2 separate regions of the Mus musculus genome follow, and region 1 is linked to region 2. Evidence: chromatin contacts called from public Hi-C data. All regions are on one chromosome and are shown on one strand. Each heading gives the region's core, a stretch centred on a gene start, on an enhancer-like site or on the middle of the called end of the contact. The rest is flanking DNA. Distances are from core to core; before and after follow the strand shown. Region 1 holds the start of Adra2c (adrenergic receptor, alpha 2c). Region 2 overlaps Gm40281 (a long non-coding RNA gene).

Region 1 (7,148 bases), core at 2,724-5,223, 33 kb after region 2:
ATGTGACATATTCACAGTCCTAGGGACTTGACTATGGGTAGTTCTGGGTGCACAGTGGGAAGAGCATATTTAGTTTGTGCCTCAACAGCAGGAAGCCTGGCCCAAGGGTGGCTCCAGGGCCATTCATGGTGGCTCCAAAATAGAAGCAATGGGGCATATACTCTTTCTTCAGTGACTTGTATCCTTGTCCTCATCTCCTCTTGGTCACGGGACAGCTGCTATGGCTCTCAGCATCACAGCCTCATACACACATAACCAAACAGGAAGTGTAGTGGTGGGCCTTCATCTACATTTTCACTTGTCATCAAGGAGCACTCACTGACTGGCTTGGACCCCACAGCTTTCTACCTGCAGCTCCTGCAGCAAGCAGGCCATGAGCTGTGAGTTAACAGACCTTGTAGGCAGCCTGAAAAGCAGCCACTGAAAGAAAGGTAGTTTCCTGAGGTCATGTCCTAATCCCAGGGTCCAGGCTCCACACCAGCAGTTTCTAAAGGCAAAGCCTGGAAAAGCAGGCTATGGGAATAAGAACCTTTGATCTGGTCCTCTGTTTCCTGCAGGGATGCATACAGACAATGCCAGGTCGTGTCTGCAGACCCAATGAGGGACTTAACAGGGTGGGGACTCAAAACTGAGGCCCTCAAACACAAGGCCCAGTCAACTGGAGCAACAGTGGGAACATCTGGGACTTTCAACGCTCATATGGGCTTCCGGGATACAGGCTGGCAGAATGGCAGGCTGGAGCCATTGAGGCTGCACACAGCTAAGGATACAGTGACAGACAGGAGCTAGACCCCCAGCCGGGCAGTGCCAAGGCACACAGTGGGTACCCGGCAAGAGACGCTGACCCTCTGTTTTCTATTACACCCCATGCCAATCCCAGCCAGTCCCTGAAGAGGGCTTCGCCAGCTCTGTTGGAACGCTGTGTTGCCAAATCGATGATCAATATGCAATGGATTCAGTCTGCAGGCTGGGGCGCCAAGAGCCAGCCCGGCTGCCGGATCCTTGCCACGTTCTGACAAGACAGATCAGTCTTTGGAATTCTTCAGGGAGGGGCAGAGAGGGAAACAAGCCTTGGTTTTCCCTTGGCTCATCTTTAAAAATGAGATCGCACATAAACATAGGGAAAAATCCTCAGCTCCATTTCAAATAAAAAGGGCATCCTCTTAGACTTGAGACAAGAAATCCAGCTCTATTTCCCTGACCCTGTCACCAGCTAGAGCTAAGTAAAATGGAAGAGCTCTGTGAGCCTGGCTCTCCTCAGCAGCTCCAGGCACCAGCCAAAGGCAAAGCTGGGCAGGCCAGATGCGACACTCCCTCAGGGAGAGGGAGAATGGAAGAGCCAGCACGGATATTAGAGACAGTGGTGCAATGTGTTCATTTCACAGACAGGAAAACTGAGGCCTGAGAATGAGGAGGGTCACTCAGCTGCCAAGAAGCAAGGAAGGACATGATCAGGAGCTTAAATTCACACTTGATGGCTCTGCTCACTTCTGAATCAAGATGTGAGTGGTTGCACAAACAACATATGTGTGTGGACATTTATGCTTATATGTGCATATATGCTTGCCTTGTGTGTGACTATGTGCAAACTCATGTGGGTGTACATGCACATATGTGTATACATGCATGCCTTTGACTGGAATCTTCCAGGTGCAGATACACATACGCATGTGTTTGGGTATATACACAGCTACACTGGAAAGTATCTGAAGGGATGAATGTACATACGTGGCATGCACATGCAAGTGGTGTGTAAGTGGTATATAATCATACATATATGTATGAACAGGTGCACATGTATACACACATGTGAATGTAAGTGCATCTTCATGAACATCCGTGTGTTCAGGCAATGGGTCTGTGTGTGCACACTTGAATAAGCATATCCATGTGCATGAGCCCATGAGGGAGTGAGGTGCATGTGTTCACGCATACCTGTGAGTACACCAGGGTGATTCAAGGAGCCCAGCTCCCGTCAGCCCATGTCACGGCTGCTTTGCAGCATGCGCACTGCTCCCAGGATTCACACAGACATGCAACCAGATCCTGTGGTAGAGGCCTGGCAGGGAATTGAGAGCCTAGGACCCAACATCCAGGCACTATGCAACCCTGGCTGGACCAACCCCGCACTTCTAGGCACCAGTATACCCACCACTCTGAATACCCAGGCTGCTTCACTTCACATGGATTTCCTTCTGAAATATACCAGGACCTTCCCAGAATGCCCTCACATAGTAGGTACAAACACCCAGTGTGGCCTGCCACCAACTACTCTTGAACACACAGTCTGTAGGGGCACACATTGTTTCCTGCCACAGAACAACCAGAAGCAGACTGTTGGGGCTAATTGGCTATCTCTGGGCAAAGAGGCTAGTTCAGCCTCTTCGTAAGTTCCTGCCACCCCAGGGGGTCTCACCAGCTGCCCTCAAATGAGCAGACTCTTTAACTCTCACTTCTGGCTGCTGACTCCAGAGTGGCTTCCTCTCAGTTATGCCGGGAGGTATGGTCAGCATCCCTACAGCATGTAGCCATCATCCCCAAGAGCCTAGGTCACTCAGTAGCGAGCCCTGCAGATGCCCTTGCAGGCTTCCCTTGCAGGGCTCCCAGGGCATCCCTTTGCCTAGGCAGGCATCACTTGGAAACGTGAGGCTGTGTGCAGTCAGGGCTTGGGCTAGACTACCTGTTGTCCCCTCAGCTTCTCATATGACAGCATCTCTGACTCAGGCAGGTCCACAATGCTGCCTGCAAGGGGAGAAGCCATCTCTCCAACAGTACCCGACCAGTGCCCACTTGCCCTTCCCCTCATCGTCCTCAGGCTCCCACATCCTCAGAACTAAACCAGCCTCTTCGGGGGGCACTCTCACCAAAGAAGCATCCCATCTGAAGGAGTACCCACATTCCTAAAGAGCACTCTGTCTTAGGGACCATCCACACACTGGGGACTACCTCAGTCCCTAGGGAGCATGGTCCACAAAGCTTTTTCCTAATAACTCCTCCATATCCAAAGGTGATACATGCTGTCACCTCCTCCTTTGCTTCTAGGCTGGGTTGGGGGTAGGGATGGGGGGTGGGGAAGTTCCAGGGCTTTGATGGCACTCAGTGTGGGGGTGAATATCCAGACACAAACACCATAAGGCCAGACCTCCTCTTCCTCCAATATACTGATGTTGGAGTCATCTGGGGGCTTCTATACAAACCAACTGAAGTTGTTTTGATCAGTGGCCCTTGTTGGGGCCTCTGGGTAAGAAGGACTTGTTAAAAAACCTTGGCGGTTCTTCCTCATAGTTCACATTCTCAGGTGACAGCACATGGCACTTTGCAAGCCCTGAGTTAGAAAGTGCCCAGGACAGGCATCAAGAAGTGTGTCCTGCACGGGCACAGTACTCAAGACAGGCCCATGGTCTGAAATGTTTGTCGTCTGCCTAATCCTAGTTGGACACCCCTGCCCTGAGGGTAGGTCCTGTGGGTCCTCTAGGGCTGCAGTGCCCACAAGGAGGTTGCACTATCCTCAAGGACTGCAGGGAGAAGCAGCCACCAGAGCAGGGACAAGTCCAGATGCCACAGGTCATGGCTCCAAGGTCCTCAGAATGACTTTCTGATGAGGCCTTCTGCCAGTGGATTGCCAACTCCCCTCCCTTTCCGGTCTATCTGACCTGTGTAATGAGGTCCTGGCCAGCCTTGGTGGAGAGAATGGTACTCCTTTAGTTCTAGCAGGGAAACGCTAGGTCTGGAAAGTCCAATTTATTCTCTTGGCCACATCCTCCCTGCAGACCTGGGGCTGCCTGGAGGCAGAGACCAGTGCCTCAACTCAACTCAGGCCACACGTGACAGAACCTCTGTGAAACTGACACGAGATCTCCCCAACATTTGATTTGCTCGCCCTCTCTTAAACCTACTCCCACAAAATCACGCTGCATGGGGCAGGTCAGTTTTGAGTTTGTCAAAAGCGCAGGTCTGGAGCGTCCCCTCCAGCTGTGAAAAGCGGGATCACACAGCATTAAGATTCAACTTCAACAATTGCCAACATGGGTATAGAGCTTGGGAGCTTGATCTGGGCCTCGACTGACACCGTGGTTATGATTCACGATCCCGCAGCGCTGAGAGGTACTCAGAGGAGGGAACTGAGGCTGACTGAGGAGGTGGCTCTGCAGGGGAGCAGGGACCCTAAGCTCCAAAGGAATGATGCGCACCAGCAGTGTCTCTGCCATGCTGCTACAAGCGCACTCTCCAATCAGGCCGCGGACCCCGAGCCAGCCCCTTACGAGCCGGTGTGCGCGCCCGCGCGCGCTCCGTCGCCTGTAACCGAGTGAGGTGGAGACTACGATCTTAGAAAGAGCAGGCTTCTAGAACTCACCGCTCAGGCCAGCCCGCGCTCAGCCGGGCCCCGCAGGCTGCAGTTGGCCCTGGAGGGGGCGCCCTCGCCGAGTGCGCGCCCTGCGCCGCCGCCTAGGGCTCCTCCCCGGCGCCGCCGGCAGGTTCGCCCAGGCGGCCGCGGGCTCCGGCTCCCGGCCCGCTCCCCCCGGGCCCGCGGCTCGGGCCTGCGGGGCGCCCCGCCCCGCCCCGCTGCGCCCTCCCCGCTGCGCTACTGGACTCAAGTTGGAAGCCGAGCCCGGGCGACAGCACTTGCGCCAAGCGCTCCGCGGCGGCGGAGACGCTGCACCGGCGAGCGGGGAGGGCGAGGCGGCGCCCGCACGGCCGAACGCGGACCTTGGGGGGCGCCCGCACTCGGGAGCAGCAGGAGGACCGCGGGTGTCGGCGCCCAGCCCCGCAAAGTAAAGTTGCAGGGACCCGGAAGAACGGCAACCTGCGCCCCGGCTCGCTTAGCCCCAGCCAGCCCGTTGGGAAGCAGAGTGTCCGGGCCGCCGCCTGCAGCCTGCAGCCCAGTCGGGCACCCGGACCGTGGAGCCGCTTGCGTGCACCAGCTTGGACACCGCATCTCCGTGGGCTGGCGGCCGGGACGCTCCCACTGAACCCAGGCCGAGGGCGGGGCCGCTCGAGGACCCGGGACCTACCCCCATTCCCCCCCACCGCCGCGTCGCCGCGCTCTCTGGGCACCTCCAGCTCTGCACTTACGCGCGCGGCAGCTGCGGGGAGCCCGGCAGCCACGCTCTCCGGCGCGCCGCCCGCCCGCCGGGCCACCACGGCCGAGAGCCGGCTGCGGGGCTTCGTGGCCCCCAGCCGGCGCGCCGGAGGAGCAGGCGGCGATGCGGACGCCGACCCTGGCTGTGGGGCGCCCGAGCTGCCGAGGCTGCGCCCGGGCTCCTGGCAGGACCGCGTAGCTCTCGGGAGGACCATGGCGTCCCCAGCGCTGGCCGCGGCGCTGGCGGCGGCGGCGGCTGAGGGCCCCAACGGGAGCGACGCGGGCGAATGGGGTAGCGGCGGGGGTGCCAACGCCTCGGGGACCGACTGGGTGCCACCGCCGGGCCAGTACTCCGCAGGTGCTGTGGCGGGGTTGGCAGCTGTGGTGGGTTTCCTCATCGTTTTCACCGTGGTAGGCAATGTGCTCGTGGTGATCGCTGTGTTGACCAGCCGAGCACTGCGCGCCCCGCAGAACCTCTTCCTGGTGTCTCTGGCCTCAGCTGACATCCTGGTGGCCACACTGGTCATGCCCTTTTCTCTGGCCAATGAGCTCATGGCCTACTGGTACTTCGGGCAAGTGTGGTGTGGTGTATACCTGGCACTGGACGTGCTCTTCTGCACCTCGTCCATCGTGCACCTGTGTGCCATTAGTCTGGACCGCTACTGGTCGGTGACGCAAGCGGTAGAGTACAACCTGAAGCGCACGCCGCGCCGTGTCAAGGCCACCATCGTGGCCGTGTGGCTCATCTCCGCTGTCATCTCCTTCCCGCCTCTCGTCTCGTTCTACCGCCGGCCCGACGGCGCCGCCTATCCGCAGTGCGGCCTCAACGATGAGACCTGGTACATCTTGTCCTCCTGCATAGGCTCCTTCTTCGCGCCCTGCCTCATCATGGGCCTGGTCTATGCGCGCATCTACCGCGTGGCCAAGCTGCGCACGCGTACGCTCAGCGAGAAACGCGGCCCCGCCGGCCCCGACGGCGCGTCCCCGACCACAGAGAATGGGCTGGGCAAGGCAGCGGGGGAGAACGGGCATTGCGCGCCCCCGCGCACTGAAGTGGAGCCGGATGAGAGCAGTGCGGCCGAGAGGCGGAGGCGCCGGGGCGCGCTGCGCAGAGGAGGACGGCGGCGAGAGGGTGCTGAGGGGGACACGGGCAGTGCGGACGGACCGGGACCGGGACTGGCAGCCGAGCAGGGTGCTCGGACGGCGTCTCGGTCCCCAGGCCCCGGAGGGCGCCTGTCGCGGGCCAGCTCGCGCTCCGTCGAGTTCTTCCTGTCGCGTCGGCGCCGGGCGCGCAGCAGTGTGTGCCGCCGCAAGGTGGCCCAGGCACGCGAGAAGCGCTTCACCTTCGTGTTGGCGGTGGTCATGGGCGTGTTCGTACTGTGCTGGTTCCCCTTCTTCTTCAGCTACAGCCTGTATGGCATCTGCCGTGAGGCCTGCCAGTTGCCAGAACCGCTCTTTAAGTTTTTCTTCTGGATCGGCTACTGCAACAGTTCGCTCAACCCGGTCATCTACACTGTCTTCAATCAGGACTTCAGGCGCTCTTTCAAGCATATCCTCTTTCGAAGGAGGAGAAGGGGCTTCAGGCAATGACCCTCTGGCCTCCTGGACCTGGACCCACTGACGTCCTGGACAGCTCTGAACTCGGGTAGACAGAGAGACCAACAGTGTGGTCTCTCCAGAGTCCCAGGGTGGACTTCAGGGCACAGTGTGGGATGTGGCAGACAGGAGCTGGGCGAGAGACAACTGGGCCTTGGGGAGTGGGGAGGAGAAAGGGAGACCTTTGCCTTCCCATCTCAGCGAGGGGCTGTAGCTAGGTTGTGGATCCAGTTCCTGAGAAGGCTTCTGTGGAGTGTGGCTGTGAACTTAGGGCTTTAGAGCTCAGACAACTAAACCACACCAAGAAAGGAGCACACCACCCCCTTCTCGGTCTTCCCTGTGAGCAAGGGCTGACTTCCTATGACCTGAAAAAGGCATCTGTCTGGGGGAGGAGAGATAGCACAGGCAATCTCTGGTTACTGAGATTGTTTGCCAAATACAATGACAGCCAAAACAACCAAACCATTTTTTT
Region 2 (6,934 bases), core at 3,053-5,552:
TTTATCTGAGAAATTGGAGCCTTCCTTTACAAGGCAGTAAATGGTAGTTTGGAAAGAGGAGCAAATTGCTGAGATAGATGGCAGGTGTCTAGAGTATGTGAGAATGTCTGCACCCTTGAGTCTGAGCATGCTGATGCCTCCCGCCTTTCTGGGATGGTGATTTTGATTGTTAACTTAGTTGAATTAAGATAAATTAGGAAGTTAATGAGGCCGGTGACCCTCCCTCCCTGCTCCCCCCCCCCCACCCCCCCGAGATCATCAGCTGATATCACTCCACAAGAGCAGAGGGAGCAGAGGTGATGGGCTGGTGGTTGAGAAGCCTCGTGAGTACAAACAGTAACGAAGACACACTGGGACCAGCTATGGGGACACAGTTCAATTTTATTGGTGTGATTCAAGGCTTATATAGTTATGGGGACTGGGGATAGGAACATCCAGGATGGGCAAAGGCCATTGGCTGAAGGCAGAAGATGCTGAAGTGCATCCTTACCATGGGGAAGCATTTCAGGAATTTCAGGAATGCTAGCTGAATGGGGTCTTCTGTGGGTGGAGTTCAGGAAGAGACAGGGAAAGGAAGTTTAACCTGTAATCTTAACCAAGGCTATGTGACATTCTGCAGGTAGAGGAATAGGGGGATTTTTTTGAACTCCCCAGACAAGGTCAGAGAAGGGGAAGACCTGATAATGAAGAGAGTCCTCCATATTGCACCGAGCCCCAGAAGGCTATTTAGTCAATGATAGACTTTGTCTTTAATTAGTGGGGCAAGAAGGCCCAGCTTCAGGTATGTCTGGAAGAGCATTTACATAGAGATGCAACAAAGGAGGTAAGACCAATGGATGGCACCACCCCCATGGGCTTAGGTTCTGTACTAATAAAAATGGAAAAAATAAGAAAATTACATGAACACTAGCATTCACCTTTCTTTGTTTCCTGACTGCAGAAATAATGGTGGTTTTGTTACAGTGTCTTTCTCATTATTGTGGATTGTGTCCTTTTAACTATGAGCAAAAGTAACCCTTCCTTTCTTAGGTTGCTCTAGTCATGATTTGATCATGACAATGAGAAAAGTAATTGATGTGGAGAATTGGTACCAGAAGTGGGGTTGTTGCTGTGGTGAACATGATCATATAATTTATAGACCTTTCTAGCTGGTTTGTGAAATGAATGCATAAGAATTTGGAGCTGTAGACTAGAGAAGGAAGAAAATGCTGTGAACAGAGCTTAAGGGACAGTCTGATGAGAGTGTGAAAGTCCGGAATTCTGCTAGAAATGTGAACAGTGAAGTCCCCACTCACAGTCTTTCAGGAGAGAATGAGGACTCTTTCAGGAATTAGACTTGAGACCATTCATGGTTCAGTCTGGCAAGTAATCTAAGTTGAATTCTTTAGGTGGTCTGGGAATTTGAGTGAGGCCAAACTCAAAAGTAATGGGCTGATTTGTTTGGTGGAGAAGATCTTAAGAGGAAAAAAAAAGCACTCAGACAATAGCATGGTTACTGGTTAGTGCTTTTACTGAGGTCTACAGGGAGAGAACCCAGGAGACTGAGCAGTAAGACAAGAAAAACAATGTGCAGTTTGGTGAGGAAAAGAATGGGAATTCAAGTTGCAGACAAGGAAGGCATGGATAAAATATGCATACACTTTAAGAGATTAGCACAATTAATGAGAAGTCTTGTACTTTGCACTAAAACAATAAGAAAGCAACTTCAAAGGAAGAACTTATTTATCAGACTCCAACTTGTAAAAATGCAAATAGTTGTGTGTGGTGGTTAGTGTTCATTGTCAACTTGATAGAATTTAGAATAGCTGGGAAATGACCCTCTGGTCATGTTTGTGAAAGATTCACTTGATTATGTTAATTGAAGTGAGAAATCTCTCACATTGTGGGTGGCAGCATTCCTCCTCTGTTCTCCTTTTCCCCTCTTCCTGTCTCTGTTCTACCACCACAACTACCCTCTCATTTTGAAATATGCTGACTAGTAAGGAGTTAATTTGTTTATTTTTTATTTTGCAACCATGTATTCCTTTTCTGTTTAGGTTTGTGAGTGAACGGTTTTGCATCCAAGGCATAAAATTTCCACTAAGTGCTGACAGCTATGGGGCTGTTAGATAACAAATGCTATTAGGGTGCCATTTATCCTTGTGTTCACCATAGTCACCCCCTTTCCCAAGTGGGCATGTGTTCCAACTCATGGGCACCTGAAACTACAGATTGCACCAAATCCTATATATGCCGTATTCTCCCTGTCTGTATACATTTGGTGAGATTTAATTTATATATTAGAAAGAGTAAGAGAGTAACACTGATGATAAAGACAGAACCATTACAACACTCTACTGTAGAAAAACCTCCAACATTTTCTTTGTCTTACCTTGGAGCCATAAGAAAGGCATACTAGACACAAACAATGAAAGCACAGGACATCATCAATCTGATAGCATATACTGCATGAACACACTGCACATAGAGATGAGTCATATCTTAGAGGGATGAAGCAGGACAATACAAGATATTCAGAAAGGTTTGTAATGTAGAAGTTGTGAACTATTTTTGGACTTTTCCACTAGTATTTTATCAGTGGGAAACTGACAGGGAAAGAAGCATTTTGGGCAAAAGTTCGTGGGAACTATTGTTCCCATGTCCACTTTCTGAATTAATTTTGATCCTCTTTGTAGATGTGAGTCCCCAGCTCTGGAGAGACATTGACATGGCAGGGTGGGGGGGGAAGCTGAAGGCTGGGACCCCTGTCCCCATCCTGGGTGGGGACCTGAATGGGACTGCTGACTCTACAGATGGCGCAATGGTCCAGCCCAAGCTGGCAATTGTGACATCTTCTGGAGACTGAGGCTTCGATGATGTGGGCCTTGCTAGGAAAATGAAGAAAGCACATTTAGTGGAAGGCTCTCCCAGGGCAGGAGTGAGAAGGGGCTCATGCTTGGGGGAGTGTAAGTGAGTTTGTCGATGTCCCTCTGAGGCCAGCCTAGAGTGAAGGATAGCCATTCATCAGCAACAGGGATAGGTCTCACTGCCTGTAGGGACAGGAATGGGGATGGATAAGTTATGGAGGGTCAGACAAAGGGTCTGCTAAAGCCCCTGGGGGTTCTGAGAAGAAAGCATTCTGGCCGTCAGATCAGATGGAAGTTGGGTGTTGCCCACCAGGGGGCAGAGGTGATGCTGAGAAAACAAACCAGAGAGGAAGCTACAGTAAAGAGGCAGGAGATTACCTTCCAGGTGGAGGAAGGAAGATAAACACAGGGCTAGAGGTGGAGTCTGGGCAGGGAAGCAGGGAGGAATTCAGTCAAGTGGAGAATGGATGGAAGACTAGTAGGGAGTTGGGTGAGGGCTGGGCAGGAAAGATGTCTGTGGAACTGAGTGGAAGTGCATGGTTAGTCAGGTAGAGGATGGGCCTGGTTTAGGCTGAGTGGTCGCTTCAGCTTCACACCACATCTCCCACCTCTCAGGTGCAGTAGACCACCCCAGCAGGTCAGGTGGCTTATGGGGGGTGGGGCGCCTCAAGAGCTTCTAAGCTCTCTAGAGGAAGCTGAGTGTTTGAGCTCAGAGTCCCTATTCTGTCATTTTCACCATCACCCACCCTGCAGGGCCGGCATCACGGCAGTGCACATCAGGGGGGAAAAGGTGTTGTTGCTTAGAAGTGGTCTGAGGCTCTGCCACCTCCTTCATAAAGCTTCACTGTGTTCTCCAAACACCCCCCTGTGTAGTGTACACCCTCACAGGCTTTCTGACACGGGGCTCAGGGATGCTCACAGACCCCATTGCTGCCTTTAGAGTATGGACTCTGGCAGATACCTTAGGAGACGTGTGTGTGTGTGTGTGTGTGTGTGTGTGTGTGTGTGTGAGAGAGAGAGAGAGAGAGAGAGAGAGAAAGAGAGAGCGAGAGAAAGGGAGGGTTATAGGAATGCTTGGTGGCAAGCCCTTGGGGACCTGCACCTCAGCCTTCTGTTCCACCTCAGAGGCAATGTGGCCTGGAGAATGGACAGGAGATGGACCAGGGTACAGTTGCTCCTTCCAGCCAGTCTTGGCTGGGGAAGCTGCGGCCAACACTATGAAAATACTTTACTTTGCTGTTTGTTCTGTCCTCTCCTGGGATTCAGAAACCGCTGACTCTTTCTTCCATTGCTTTACTGGAGGTCTGCTGGGGTGGGGCGGGGGGGGGGGTATGGGGGAGGGAGCCGCTCATGCCTGCATAAGGAGAATGTGATGCACCCCTATCCCAGAAGCACCTGTGGGGAACAGACTCACCAGGTTCCAGGCACAAAAGGACTCACTGTTATCATGAAAAATAGGAGCCAGGATCTTAACACCCCCAAATGTCTTTAAAGAAGTAATTGCTTCACTGTAATTATCTTAGGAGGCTTAACTAACCACATGGGTGCTTTTGAAGAATACTTGAGGAGTTTAAAATTCCTCCCACGGCCCCCAAGGGTGGGGGCTCCCATGGGTGCCTGGGGCTGCATCCAGGATCTGAGCAGTGGACAGGGCGCACTGTGCCCTGGACCTGTGCCAGGAAGGCTTCTGCAAGAAGATGGCCCTGCCCAGGAGGCGGGTGGCCCTGTTGCCATGGATACCGCCTCCTTGACTGCCTGCAGGGGAGCCAGGCACCTGGTAAGGCTCTGCTGAGGTGCTGAGGAAGGGACCCGATGGGGGAGGAGGAGAGAGTGTTTTTTTTTTATTTCCTTCTTGATGAAGGGGGTATAGTCACCCCTTCAGGAACAGTGAAGAGGCACCAGGTGAAATGCACAGAACAAGAGCCATGCTGGGCTTCCGTCACTGTCTGCTGCTGGCACCCCTGTCACTGTCACCCACAGGCTGGGCACCACTCATGATTCACTGAAAGCTCTGGACTTCAGAAGAAATTCCCAGCCCCCTCAGAGGTATGAGCAGAGCGCCCACGTCAAGACACACACACAGCAGAAATAAACGTCCCAGGCCCCTGGGATGTCTTGCCCGACGCTGTGTGGGCAGGCACCCCAGAGATTCTAGGTAACAATTTATTTTTGAAGAATCAACCTGAAAACAATTAAATGCAATTTATGAAAACAGTGGGGAAAAGTGAGCGACAAGCCCAATTAGAAACGTTATTTTAAAAGTGTCAGCATCCCAGCATCTTCACACATGCTGGCATGCTGGAGTTTAGCTTCTGTTTAGCAGTTGTAGAAAGACAGTCACCCTGGACCAGGCTGAGGAGGGTCAGAGGGAGGAGATGTATAAGAGATGCTGCCCTGGGATGGATTCTTTTTAGGAAAGGAAACAGACACAGAGAACCAAAGGCATCTGCAAAAACCCACACATCCTCGCTCACTCAGAACAGCCCCTCGCCATGGCCACAGGCTACAGAGAGCTTGACAAGTGTCCCCCAGGGAAGGACAGGACACTTCAAATCCTCTTGATTCTGGCCATGCTAGTGGTGGCAGGAGACGTCCTTTGAGGTGACCCACTGAGGTGAGCCCCAGGGCTGGCTCTGCAAGTGGGATGGAGGTCTTTGGTAGGCTGAGTTCAGCCTCCACTGTCTCTCCAAACTCTTGCTTCATCCCAGAAGGAAACCCCACCCCGTGCCGAGTGTTTCAATGAGGAGGAAGACATTGGTACACACAGCAGAAGTGAAGGGGCCAAGAGAGAAAAAGAACAGATGTCAGGTTCATCACCAGAAACCAGCACCTTAAGTTTCTCTTTACAGGACAAGCAGCATCGTCATTCTTGCTCTACCAAGACTAGTTGAACAACTTCCCACCTAGAAAAAGACTGGCTCTATACTTATGGAACCAAGTAAGGACCCATAGTCCTAACCCATGATATTATCCTGAATTTATGGGAGGCCAGTGTGATCTGCCCTCCCCCACCTCCGGGCTCAGAACATTCCCTCTGGGTGAGTTAATCTGGCTGGCTCAGCCCCACGATGCTTTGTGGCTGTCCAAGAAATTTTGGGGGAGCCATTGGGTCTCAGAGATGTTCTCTTCTATACATCACAGTGGACCCAATACAGGCCCCTTTCAGAGGCCTGCTCCTTAAGGGTCACAGGAACAAAGATGTCCTTTCCTTAGCAAGTTGTTCCCAAGACATAAGGAGTGAGGACAGCTCACCTGCTGGAGCACCTTCTTCTCCAAGGAGTGAAAGTCATGTTTGCCACCAAAAGCTCCCACTGCTCCTCTTCCAGTAATAGCTCTAGGCAGGGCTCAAGGTAGAGCTGGCCGAAATCATTGTGCTGTGCAGAGCCTGGGGACACAGAGCACCTCCTGGGGACACAGAGCACCTCCTGGGGACATTTCAGCTAGCTCATGACCAAGAGGAGTGGGCACAACCCACCTTTCTTCCAAGCTGATCCTGCCTTCCCCACCAACTGAGCAGGCAGGCCAGACTGGGGCAGAAGACACGTGCCTTTTCTCTGTAGCCTTACCCCTTGGCAAGGGCCCCGTGCTGTAGGTCATCAACTGCAGTGTGATTCCTCTCCACGCCTTGACTTACCCAGGGATTGGACGCCTGGGGCAGGACAGGTCTCCTCAGCTGGCAGCATATGCGTGTCACATACCCTCTCTCCAGTGCTGGGGCTTACCACCCAAAATGCTGGCTGCTGTGGGTAACAGGGGGGGGGCAGGCTCAGTCATCAGTCTGAAATGGGGATCTGGATAGTTTTCAATACACCCTAACTCTACCTGGAGCCTCTGCAGAGCTGTGTAGCTTCCTAAAAGGCAGTCTCAGATGAAGACACTGCTGTCCCCGTGACTCTGGCCTGAGAGGCTCTCACATCTGCCATGTCCCTGAAGTTGCTCCGTGTGAGCAAGAGGCAAGCGATTTTTGTTGTCCTTGCCTTTTTCAGTGTGAAAATAATTTTTGCAAAGAGAGATAATTTTGTCCGCAGCCCATCCCCGACCCTGTTCCAGTGATCAGGGTCTGTGAAGTTCTGTCACAGCCAGTGGCA

The links. Hi-C and Micro-C count contacts between places; a contact is called where the count stands out from the background.
Region 1: a Hi-C map of forebrain shows a contact between it and region 2, with 3 times the contacts expected there. The contact joins the promoter of Adra2c here to the enhancer-like site in region 2. A contact is called at or near these places in 8 of 39 promoter capture datasets (the 3T3-L1 cell line, the C10 cell line, embryonic stem cells and 5 more), 3 of 484 Hi-C or Micro-C datasets (cerebral cortex, forebrain and pre-B cells), 2 of 115 datasets of contacts at active chromatin or transcription factors (embryonic stem cells and neural progenitor cells) and 3 of 9 other capture datasets (adipose tissue, liver and pancreatic islet).

The regions. Positions count from the first base shown.
Region 1 is chr5:35,274,593-35,281,740 of GRCm38.p6, forward strand. Adra2c (adrenergic receptor, alpha 2c) reads left to right here and starts at 3,974. Exons shown (of 1, transcript NM_007418.3): 1 at 3,974-7,148. The coding sequence starts at 5,294. The coding sequence ends at 6,670.
Region 2 is chr5:35,241,234-35,248,167 of GRCm38.p6, forward strand. All of the region lies in intron 2 of Gm40281 (a long non-coding RNA gene), which reads left to right. Among named protein-coding and RNA genes, the nearest start is that of Gm40281, 15 kb to the left of the region's middle. Within about 2 kb of position 4,303, at least 20 of the 459 cell types and tissues checked have an H3K27ac peak or open chromatin away from gene starts, as enhancers often do. A contact at or near this core is called in cerebral cortex and forebrain, where this site is marked.